Linked DNA regions of Mus musculus: region 2 is linked to region 1. The links are chromatin contacts, called in public Hi-C maps. All regions are on one chromosome and are shown on one strand. Each heading gives the region's core, a stretch centred on a gene start, on an enhancer-like site or on the middle of the called end of the contact. The rest is flanking DNA. Distances are from core to core; before and after follow the strand shown. Region 1 has its middle 15 kb from the start of Gm46335. Region 2 overlaps Gm36235 (a long non-coding RNA gene).

Region 1 (5,086 bases), core at 1,745-4,244:
GTAGCAGAAGATGGCCTAGTTGGCCATCATTGGGAAGAGTGGCCCCTTGGTCTTGCAAACTTTATATGCCCCAGTACAGGGAAATGCCAGGATCAAGAAATGGGAGTGGGTGGGTAGGAGAGCAGGGCGGCGGGGGGTGGGGGGTGTATAGGGGCCTTTCGGGATAGCATTTGAAATGCATATGAAGAAAATATCTAATAAAAAATAAATAAATAAATAAAGATAAAGGAGGAAAGAACACACACAAGATTTGGAGGAGAAGGAGAAGAGCTCCAAAATGTTCCATTCTGTCTAAGACATGGGTATCACCATCATGAGGCCTCAACAGCCAAAGATGTCTATATGGGCCTGCATAAGAATGGGCCCACCAAGAGTCAGGTGTGGACAGGGGAGAGGCTAGATGATCCCACCCCTCTCTATTGAACTGTGCCTGTCTGACAGAATCAAGGAAGTCTTCAGTTGTGCACCCACTTCTCATGACCCCACCAGGCTCCAGTGGATAGAGCCAAGCTGGTGGTTCCACAGATAGTGCTGGTTAAACTACGTGAGTCAAATTGCAAAACCAAGTGTTAAATCTGGGAAAGAGAGTGGATTGATAGCAATGGAGCGAGATAAGAGGCAGTGAAGGGGTAACCAGAATGTAGGATATATGTGCATGGAATCATCAGTGAACTAGTTCAATAATAATAATGACTGGAAAATGCAGCCTCTCTACCTCCCAGTTTCTGGGAAAGCTAAGTGGCTGTGAGCTTTAGCATCTCAGTCTTTGGGTTTAGATGACTGGCTGAATCCTAATTCTAACTCAGGCTACTTTATTCCAAGATGAAATATAAATAAAGCACTCCCCTCACTCTCCTCCTTACTCTTCTGGTCATACCTCTCAGTGTGTGAGTCTCATGCTCCAAGTCATGCCCTGCTCAGCCAGTTTCACTCAGAAGCCCATAATACTCCATCCGACTGTGGCACTCAAAGTTCCCCCATGCTACAGGTCACTGGCCAACGTACAAGCACTCAAACATTCAGCGTGGGCTTGCACTCACAGCCACCTCCATCGGGTCTTTAACTTCCTTTCTTAAGGCAGAACTGATTGTTTCCTTCTTAACAGACACACAACAATCTACAAAATACCATAACACTTCCATTAGAAAGCCTCATTGCCCCACTGGCTTGGTTTTTCTCCATAACAATATGAAGAACTTTTGAAGGAATTGAAACTGTTAGATACCATTTGACTACATACTCCCCAGTATAAGGCACTGGTTTTGGGTATAAAATTCAGCAAGTTAATAAATGAAGTTCATTAACTTTCATGTGCAAAATGTTCAGATTTAAATTCAAACAAAAATGGCTATTCTTCTTTCTCCCTCCCTTCATCTCTCCCCCCCTCCTCTATTTCTTCTTTCCTTCCATTGATAATCCTACAATCATTTATTCATACTTGGTTATGTGTTAAGCCTATGCTCAGGCTCTGGGGATGTGTCTATAAACTGACATAACATAGATACATGTTTTCCTGAGATATTTCTCAAAGTATAATTGAGAGATTGCCTCCATTAGAACCAAGGGGATAGTGCTATAAATGAATATTTAGATTATAAATAGAAGATCCCTTTGACTAGCTTGAGTAGAGCCTCTACAGATAGTCTATTTCTAGCCAGTGTTTGAATCTGGTGTTCCTTAAAGGTTTAGACTTGTAGGATGACATGCTGAGTCACTGATATGCTAAGTATATGAAGTTAGAGTGTGTATGGTTTGAATGTGAACTGTCCCCATAGGCTCTTACATTTGAATGATTGGTTCCCAGCTAGTGAAACTATTTGGGGAAAGATTAGAAGGTGTGGCCTTATTGGAGGTGCTGTGTCACTGGGGTAGGCTTTGAGGTTTGTAAAGATTATACATTCACAGTTAGATCTCTCTGTGCCTCCTGTTCTCTGCCTTGTGCATGTAGATCAAATGTAAGCTCTTACTGTTCCACCATATTTGCCTGCCTGCCTGCCTGCCTGCCATGATGGTCATAGGCTCTAACCCTTTGGAACTGTGAGCTCCAAATTAAATGCTTTCTTTGAGAAGCCACCTTGGTCATGGTTGTTTGTTATGACAATAGAAAAGTTACCCAGAGTACTTCCTCAGCATCTGAGAACCTCAGTTACCACATCTGCAGGATGGAACCAGTGGCAGTCATGCAGAAGTTAGTGACGAGGATCACATGTCATCTCTTTCTGGTGATTTCTGGGGATGCACCTGATTCCCATTTCCTCTTTCAAAGGAAATAATATTTCAAAGGAAAATATGAAGAGAGGGTTTGAGTCTATGAACTTGTAATATGAAGTCTATAGACTAGGTGTATTTGTAAATAACTCCACTGAAAATGGACAGTAACCTCCTGGGTGCCAGTCAGTTTTGTCAGGTTGGATCTCAAATACTATGTTTTTGACACAGTGACAGGGGTTTATCACACACCCATTCAGATGAATGTGAACAGAGATGAGAGGTGGAGTACTTGGCTTCAGCAGCTCGTGATCATGCTGGGGAAATGAATACAACAATTTTAGCCATTGTCTAGCTACAGACATAATCCTTTTGGAGTTTTGAGGTGCTGAGAGGCTAAGAATCATCCAGGACATTGTTGGCTGTGAACAGCAGCATTGCTGGTAGTATAGAAGTGGACAAGGTGTTTGGCAAAGCCCCTCACTGGGCACAGGCTGAAACTACACAAGCATTGCAGTGCAAAGATGGAGATACAGAGCAGACACTGCAAGCTGCTGCCAAACAACTTGGGAGGCAGAGGAAAGGACAAAACTGTCCCAGCTCTCACCTCGCACCTTCCCCCAATCCCTTGCCATTGTCCCACACTGAATCACCTGACCGAGAACCAGGGAAAGGCAGCTTAAACAGGGTTAGCCTTCTGGTTAAAGGCACCCTGACAAATATAAATACTTCTGTGGGAGGTAGAGGTGATGCAAAGGAGGATAGTCAGGTCCTGTGGGACAGGGACAGAAATGCAGTGAGATCACTGTGGTTTGGCCACTTCCCCACAGAATCCGGAGCTAAGAGCTCACACCGTGCTGAGGAGCTCCAGTGGCCCGGAATGCCCCAAAGCTGTCCATGAGACCATTATCCAGGCAAGAGAGGTGGGAACCCAGATTCTCCATTGCTGGTTTGCAGTGAGAAAGTTCCTTCTGGGCATGGCCAGAAAGTGCTTCCAGGGCTGTGCATGTCCAATGCTTGCTTGCCTCTCCTTTTAGAAGCAGGCATTTAGGAAGCTGAGGTACAATGAGGGCCTGTTTCAGGGTGGCTTGGCTCTTAAGGAGGAAAAGCACTGAACATTCAGTGTCATCCAGCAATGTCATCTCTGACTCAGGACAAGGAAGTCTGGGTTAGCAATCAGGAAGGAGCAGGAGGAAGAATAAAAGGAAGAGGAAAAGGGAAACGACACATTGCACAATGAAGCAAGACTTCTTTATGACTTATTTTTTAAAATATTTGTTTGAAAATGTGTGTGTGTGCCTGTATGTGTGTTTCTGTGTGCAAGCACCTGTGCATGTGAAGGTCACAAGAGAATGACTAATGTTCTACTCTGTCATTCTCTGTCTCACTTCCTGGAGACAATGTCTGTCACTGATCCTGGAGATGGACTCAACACCATGAAGTCCCAGCAATCATACAGCTCTGCCTACACAGTGTTGGGCATTAAAGGCACATATTTGGTGGCCATAACTGGGTGCTGGGGATTTGAACTCAGCTCTTCATAACTGAACAGAGAAGGCTACCCATTGAGCTATCTCTCCAACCACTTTCCTATCTTTTTAATTTAAAATGTTATTTAAAACTTATTGACAACACTGTATTCTGGTGTTCATTAGTTACTTTTCTTTTGCTGTGATAAACACCATGAACTATGAGGGGTGGAGGGCTCATTTCAAGGTCCTGTCCAGTTAACAGCCCATTGCTGAGGGAAGTCAGGACAAACACTCAAGGTGGGAACCTGACGCAGAAGACATTAAGGAAGCTGATCTGTGGCTCTCTCTGTGCCCCATGCTTAGCTATCTTGCTTATACAGCCTAGACCCATTTGCCTAGGGATGGTGCACTGAGCTGGGCCCTGGCACATAATCATCAATTAAGATGATTCCTCATAGGTATGACTACAAGCCAATCTGGTCCAAGCAACTCTTCAGTGTGGTAACTTTCAGGTGTGCTAAGTTGACAGTGGAACCATAAAAGCCAGGGCAGTAGCATATGATGAAGTGAAGAGCACACGACCAGCCAAGCCTAAGCTCACAAGAACACAGCTCAGGGCTACTGCACACCTAGCTTTTCATGTGGCCTCGAAGAATTGAACTCATGTTCTCCTGCTTGTAAGGCAAGAGATCTTGGCTGAGCTTATCTGCCCATCCCATTAAATAACGAGAACACATAGTACAACCAGTCTAAGCTTATCGCTGACTAGCTTAAAAATAAATGAGACTCAGACTACGGTTATTTTATTTGGCTTTGACAATTACTGGGGCTTAACCCCAACCTACTTTTTTAACTTCTGGCCTGGCTACCTCCCCAGTAATGTACCCCAAATAATTGCTTTCCTCCTGGCCATGTGCTCATAGTCTATCTCTTTCCACCTAGGGAGAGCTTTCTCCTCTCCTCTCAATTCTCCACCCTGAACCAGGTAACTCAAAACCCACCTACCTCTAATCCCCCCAGTAATAGGCTGTAGCCATGTTATTTAACCAATAATTTTAAATTAAGGATCAAGGTTTGACAACAAAAGCTTGTAAAAGGTGAGAATTCACTTCTAGACCTAGACTTTCAGGTACAGAACTTAGCGTTACAACACATAGCAACAGACCAAACATCAACAAGAGGCCACTCGCTGTATTTTAAAACTTCTGAAGCATTTTATTGTCAACAACATAAAGAAATCATTGAACTTCCTTTTCTTTCTAAGTCTCCTCCTGCTAAAAGGCTTTTGTTCTCAGGCTTTGGAAAATGTCTCAAAAAAAAAGCAGCAGCAGAGAAGCCAGGGCACCTCATCTTACATTTTTGTTATTATTGTCTCCGTTTGATGGGCTCAAAAGCAAAGGATCTCC
Region 2 (5,454 bases), core at 1,139-3,638, 96 kb after region 1:
AGACCCACTCTGGATGTGGGTGACATCATTTCATAGGCTGGACCCTGCACTGTGTGACAGTAAAGAAAGTAGCAGCTGACCATACAAAAGCAAGCTCTTGACTACACGTGGTGGGGCCAGCCAACTAATATGCCTGCTTCCATGATTACTTTGAAATTACTGAACATAACCTGAAATTGTAAATTAAAATAAAACTCTTCTTTCTCTAAGTTGCTTTTAGTCAGGGAACATTATCACAGTGACAGAAATAAAACTAGAATACCCCCTTTACAGGGTTAGACATGAAAAAGAGGCTAAGATTATTGCTCGCTCTCTCACTGATTCAGGCTTTGGAGTTGATCGTTCCATTTTGTCAAGGAGACTGGACAGAAAGGAAAGAGGCAACAACTTGAGAGCATGTCTTTTCAATTGTTTGCGAGCAGTGTGGAAGGAAAAGATCTTGCCACAGTGAGTTGGAGGTTTAGCAATGAATCTTTGAGGCTGAATGTCCTGTGGTTTGGTGGTGTGATTTTTTTTTTCAGTTCTTCAGTTGTAGCCCTGGGATCTGGCATCTCTGCCCTAGAACATTCTTCTCAATAACATGGGTCTATGCTATTCAAAGCATACTTCTAAGATACCTAACAAATGTCTCTGGGCCTTAGCACCATTAGCTGTGTGGCGAGTGAGGTCCGAATCAGTAGACTTAAATGCCATTCCCACCTTGGTGAGCGTCCCTCTATGAATTCAACTCTGTGTGCCTGCATGTGTCCCAGTGCCCTCTGGTTTCTTGATGGATGTCACAAGAGAAATTCTCTCACTATAGCGGAGGGAGGATCCTTGCTTGACGTGTTACCCTTCAAAGTTGTTTCCAAGCCAAAGATTTTTGAGATGACTTTGTGGCGAGGAAGACCATGAGTCATGCTGAGCTTACTAATTCTATTTCTGGAAACCGTGGGAGGTGGTGTGATGTTGTGGAGAACAACAGAGCACTGCAGACACCCTGGTCTGGGATTGGATCTTGATTGAAGCTCACCAGCCTTGTGGGACTGAAGTAGTACTCTGACTCTGGACCTCACTCCCTTTCCCTGTGAAATGGGTTGTTGAGTTGTTAAAAAGACTCATAATACAGCATCAGGACACTATATGCTACATGGACAGGACAGAACATACCTTCTGGAACATACTGCCAGGAAGTATAATAGTCTTGAAGCTTCACAGACACTGAAGGTGTAGGACACCATATTGTTTTCAACTTCAGTGTTGCCTTCTAGTAACACTGTAAGAACGTAATTATATACTCTCCTTAATGGTCAAAGATACCCAATACATTATCCAGAAAATAATTGTTTCAATTATACCATTTAACCCTCATTCTCTCACATCTAACATAGAAATAATAACAGCTTCATTGTTTGCTGAAGTTAAAAGAAATTGTAAGTAAACTTGTTGAATTTGAATAGGGTTTAAATGCATCTATCCTTTTAGAGATCGGATAGGTGCTGTGTGATGACTCTGCTGTATGCCACATGAGCTCTGTCTATAAAAATGCTAACTAGTATGTATTGAATTCTTCTGTGGTCCAGGGGTTAACAAGATATTCTATACATTTTTCAAAGCAACATCCTGAGAAGGCTCCATTGCTTTAATTTTGAAAATGAGGAATGTGTTCTTTAGATAGTTAAAGGAACCTTCCCAATTCCCCTGGATACCATTCTGGGTCTCCAGCCACAAAGTCTGTGACTTCCCCAATACATGAGCCTTGGCTCTTGTTCTTCATTACTGCATAGACAGCCATGCAGGACTCCTGTCCTTGGGAAGAACATCGTGATTGGATAGAAAGGTCTTGAGGCTGATTCTTTCCGTTGGGGTGGAGATGTAGTACCTGCCCAGGCTGAGCTTCCCCTAAAGTCAGTCACAGAGCTAGAGATGGAGAATTGGGCATTAAATTCCTTTTGTCTTAATGCAATACCTAACAGGAAGGAGAGGAGGAAAGCACATCATGGCCAAACAAGAGGAGTGGCATTTCCAGAGCAGAACAAGTTTGAAAAGAGAATCCCAAGCCCTACAAAACCAAAGAAAGTTTTTGATATAAAGCAAACCATGGCTGCCATGCTATATTTGCCCCTGCATATGTGAAACCACCATTTACAGAGGACAGTTAAAATATTTCCAAGCCCTGTCATCTGTTTTCTTTTCCTTGGACTATTGATAGTTCTTTTGACAACTCTGGGACCCACTGACTTAAGACTAGTGGCCCTGGAGAATTATTATTGGTGAACCTCAAACCAGATACCTTATGTGGAAGTAGTCACCAGGGGAGGGATGGGTGGCATCTACATGCCAAGGCACAAGGTTGAATCAGCAAAGATCTCTCTCTGATCTGTATTCTTATGTTTAGACATAAAGCCCAGACAGACAGTGTGACACCTGTCTTTCACACCAGAAAACCAGGGTCTAACATCTGCTCTGGTGGCTTCATTCTGACTTGTGGCTTTGAGCTGGCTAGTTCCTTCCTCTTTTCAGCCTCTGGGTCTTACACTCTGAAGCCTTCCACCAGCCACCAAGCCTCTGATTGCTTTTGCGCCTCTCCATCTTCTAATTTCGATTTTAGATCTCCTTTGCAAGTTTGCATGGCATTTCTTTATCCACATACTTCCTGTAACATGTTTCTCGAGATTTTTCATTCGTGGGTAGTTATCTACTGATCTCGCCAGCAGGAAAGACCTTCACAGAGCTTCCTATCTTAAGTGCATTTAAGGTTTAATGTACAGGGGCTCTTCCCCAAGGAAGACTTCACAAACAAGTCACAAGTTTGTGCAGGACATTTCTAGACCTCCTGAGAAGCCATCTAGACAGACTGTCCCTCAGAGATAACTATTATCAAATGCTCTTCTTTCCTATCCTTAACTGTGCTGAGATCCTGAGATGTTACAGCCCATCCCCCACCCCAAAGAGAGTATAGTAGGAAGTGTGTACAAAAGTGTGTACTTAAGCCCCCACCTCCCACCTGCCTCTGACACTCAGTCTCTGAGCAGGCTTGAGGTGGTCACTTCTGAAGGAAGTGCTGAGGGGGGGTTGGGTGGCTAATCCCATTGTATCAGCTTTCCTGGGAAGTAATTCACACAAGCATACAGTTATATTAATTATTAACTGCTACATTTCAGCCCCAGGATACCTGCTAGGCAAATTCTCTACCAGAGAGCTATGCTCTCCTCTTCTGAATTTTGCTTTCAGAGACTGAGCTGTTTACCTCTGCCAATTAACATGTTACTACGTCATCTCCTTCTGCCTCTTTTTGGTATAGTTTTGACTGTGTAGCTGGCTTAAGCCAAGCTTGTAGTCACACCAGGCCTGCTGGGCAGCACTGATTTGCAAACCCTGGTCTCTGCTAGCTTTTGGAATGAGTAGCCCTGACCTTCTCATGCCTGTTCAGCTAGTGTGGGGCAGGAAGGGGAAGGGTGGAGGAGAGTTCCCACCCTTTCCTGCATAACAACACAGGACCTCAAACGTGCACCCGCTACCCAAACAGCCAACAAAAGAACACTGTCTTCATGTGCCTTGTGTTTCTCCTTGCCCAAGTCCTCACATGAAATCATCCTTTAAATCCTTAAATTGTGCTTTTTAAAAAGGCTCTTTCAACCAGGCAAAATTGCCTCATTATTTGCAAGAATGTATCCACAATGCAAAAATAGTATATGAAAGAAAAGCTGCATCAATTAATATCCACATCTTACTCAGCTCTAGACAATAATTGCTAAAAAGAATGATTTCTACTAATTTAACATATTATCTGGGGTATGAAGAATCTTTCCTCCATATGGAGAGAAAAGAAGCACTCAGATTGGTCTGAGCAGTCCATGAGCCTTCTACCTGGCCTTTGTATTGTTATTATCATTATTATTATTATTTTAAATAACCCTGCTTATTATACTTCAAGAGGTTCCAGACAAAAAATTAGCAAGTTGTCTGCTGATGAATCACTGACAGCAAAGGCTGCAGACAGTGGAAGCAGCTGCCACACTTAGGGAAGACCTAGCAGATTGCAGGAAGGGAGCCAGAAAGCCCCAAGAATTGCCTCTTGGAGGCCTGTTTGACTTTCTCCAGCTTGCACTATTCAGTTTCCTCACCAGGACACTGGCGAGAAGGCTCTGCCGCAGATGTCTCTGGAGCTGTAGATTGGCATTTGGACATTTCTCCGTGTCTCCTGATGAAGCCAGGACTTGGCTACGGTGGTTCTCACAGGAGTGCACACAGGCAGGAGGACCCTGGTATGCCATGGCTTTCTCCTTCCTAACTTAGCTTTGTTTCCAAAACTCAGCTTTAATGACTGAATTAATTTACTATGTGCAGGGAGAAAGTCGCAAAGCCTGCCATTACAACCCACTTGCATCCCCAGTTCATGCCCTGTGCCCTCTCCTTCCCACCCAGCTTGCTCAGATTTCACCGAAAGGAGACACTCCTCCCCAACCGGAATCGCCTAAGGCAAGCTCACTGTGTGGGAATAAAGATGAGTGTGGCTCTTTCCCTATGCAGCAAGAGAAAAAGGAAGAGAGATTCTTTATCCCCCACACTGAGGAAAGCGCGTTAGTGTTAACTGTTACAAGAGCTCCTGTTGCCACTTTATGAAGTTAGCCTAAGAATGAGGAGATAGATGGAAGCGTCAGTCTTTGGACAAGCTAGGTAAAGTCAGAAATCACATTGGGGTGAAAGCAGGTTGGTCAGCCGTCCTGCGTCAAGCTTATCGTTGTGCGTCAAGTTTATAGGGCTCCCACCTTCCTTGCATGACCAGAAGAGAAACCGAAATGCAGAGCGAATGTCATGGAGAGAAAAAAGGAGAATACAGGCTGGAGAGATGCTTGTCCTGCTGGCATGAGAGAATGAGTTTGGACGCCAGCACCAACATAGAAAGCCAGGCTCAGAGACACTTTTGTAATATCAGTTCTGGGAAAGAAGAGCAGGTGGAGCCCTGAAACCCATTGCCCGGCTAGCCCAACTGAACTGATGTGTTTCAAGTTCAGTGAAAGGGCCTGTTTCAAAAAGTAGCTTAGTTGCTTAGCATTTAGGAGCACTTGTTGCTCTCGGAGAGGACCTGGGGTTCAGTTTCTCAGCACCCACATAGTAACTAACCAACACCCATGACTCTCTTCCCAACGAATGCGATGCCCTCTTCTGTCTTCTGGGGACAACAGGCACACACACGCAGCATATACAAACATGCTGGCAAAGCACTCATACACATAAATAAAATAAAATAAAATGAAATAAAATGAACTTTTTTAAAAAGTAAGCTAGAGAGCAATTGAGGATATTTAATGTCACCCTCCGGCCTCCACATACACATGGGCAAAGCCACAAAGATAGAAAGATATACTAGGGGCAGGGTTTCTGTGTTAAGGCAGCTCACTTGAGTATGCTGACACCTCTGTGGATGCAAATGGAGGCCTGGGAACTCGCTCTTCACCCCTGCAAAGCTCT

Evidence for each region. A called contact is a pair of places that touch in the nucleus more often than the background predicts.
Region 2: a contact with region 1 is called in a Hi-C map of bone marrow-derived macrophages, with 1.5 times the contacts expected there. The contact joins two enhancer-like sites. A contact is called at or near these places in 1 of 15 datasets of contacts at CTCF or cohesin (CD8 T cells), 5 of 484 Hi-C or Micro-C datasets (the C10 cell line, Th1 cells, bone marrow-derived macrophages and 2 more) and 2 of 115 datasets of contacts at active chromatin or transcription factors (CD8 T cells and embryonic fibroblasts).

The regions. Positions count from the first base shown.
Region 1 is chr12:15,909,602-15,914,687 of GRCm38.p6, forward strand. No RefSeq gene overlaps it. Among named protein-coding and RNA genes, the nearest start is that of Gm46335, 15 kb to the left of the region's middle. Within about 2 kb of position 2,995, at least 14 of the 459 cell types and tissues checked have an H3K27ac peak or open chromatin away from gene starts, as enhancers often do. A contact at or near this core is called in bone marrow-derived macrophages, where this site is marked.
Region 2 is chr12:16,005,988-16,011,441 of GRCm38.p6, forward strand. It overlaps Gm36235 (a long non-coding RNA gene), which reads right to left. Exons shown (of 8, transcript XR_872507.1): 2 at 1,150-1,255. Among named protein-coding and RNA genes, the nearest start is that of Gm36235, 6.8 kb to the right of the region's middle. Within about 2 kb of position 2,389, at least 112 of the 459 cell types and tissues checked have an H3K27ac peak or open chromatin away from gene starts, as enhancers often do. A contact at or near this core is called in bone marrow-derived macrophages, where this site is marked.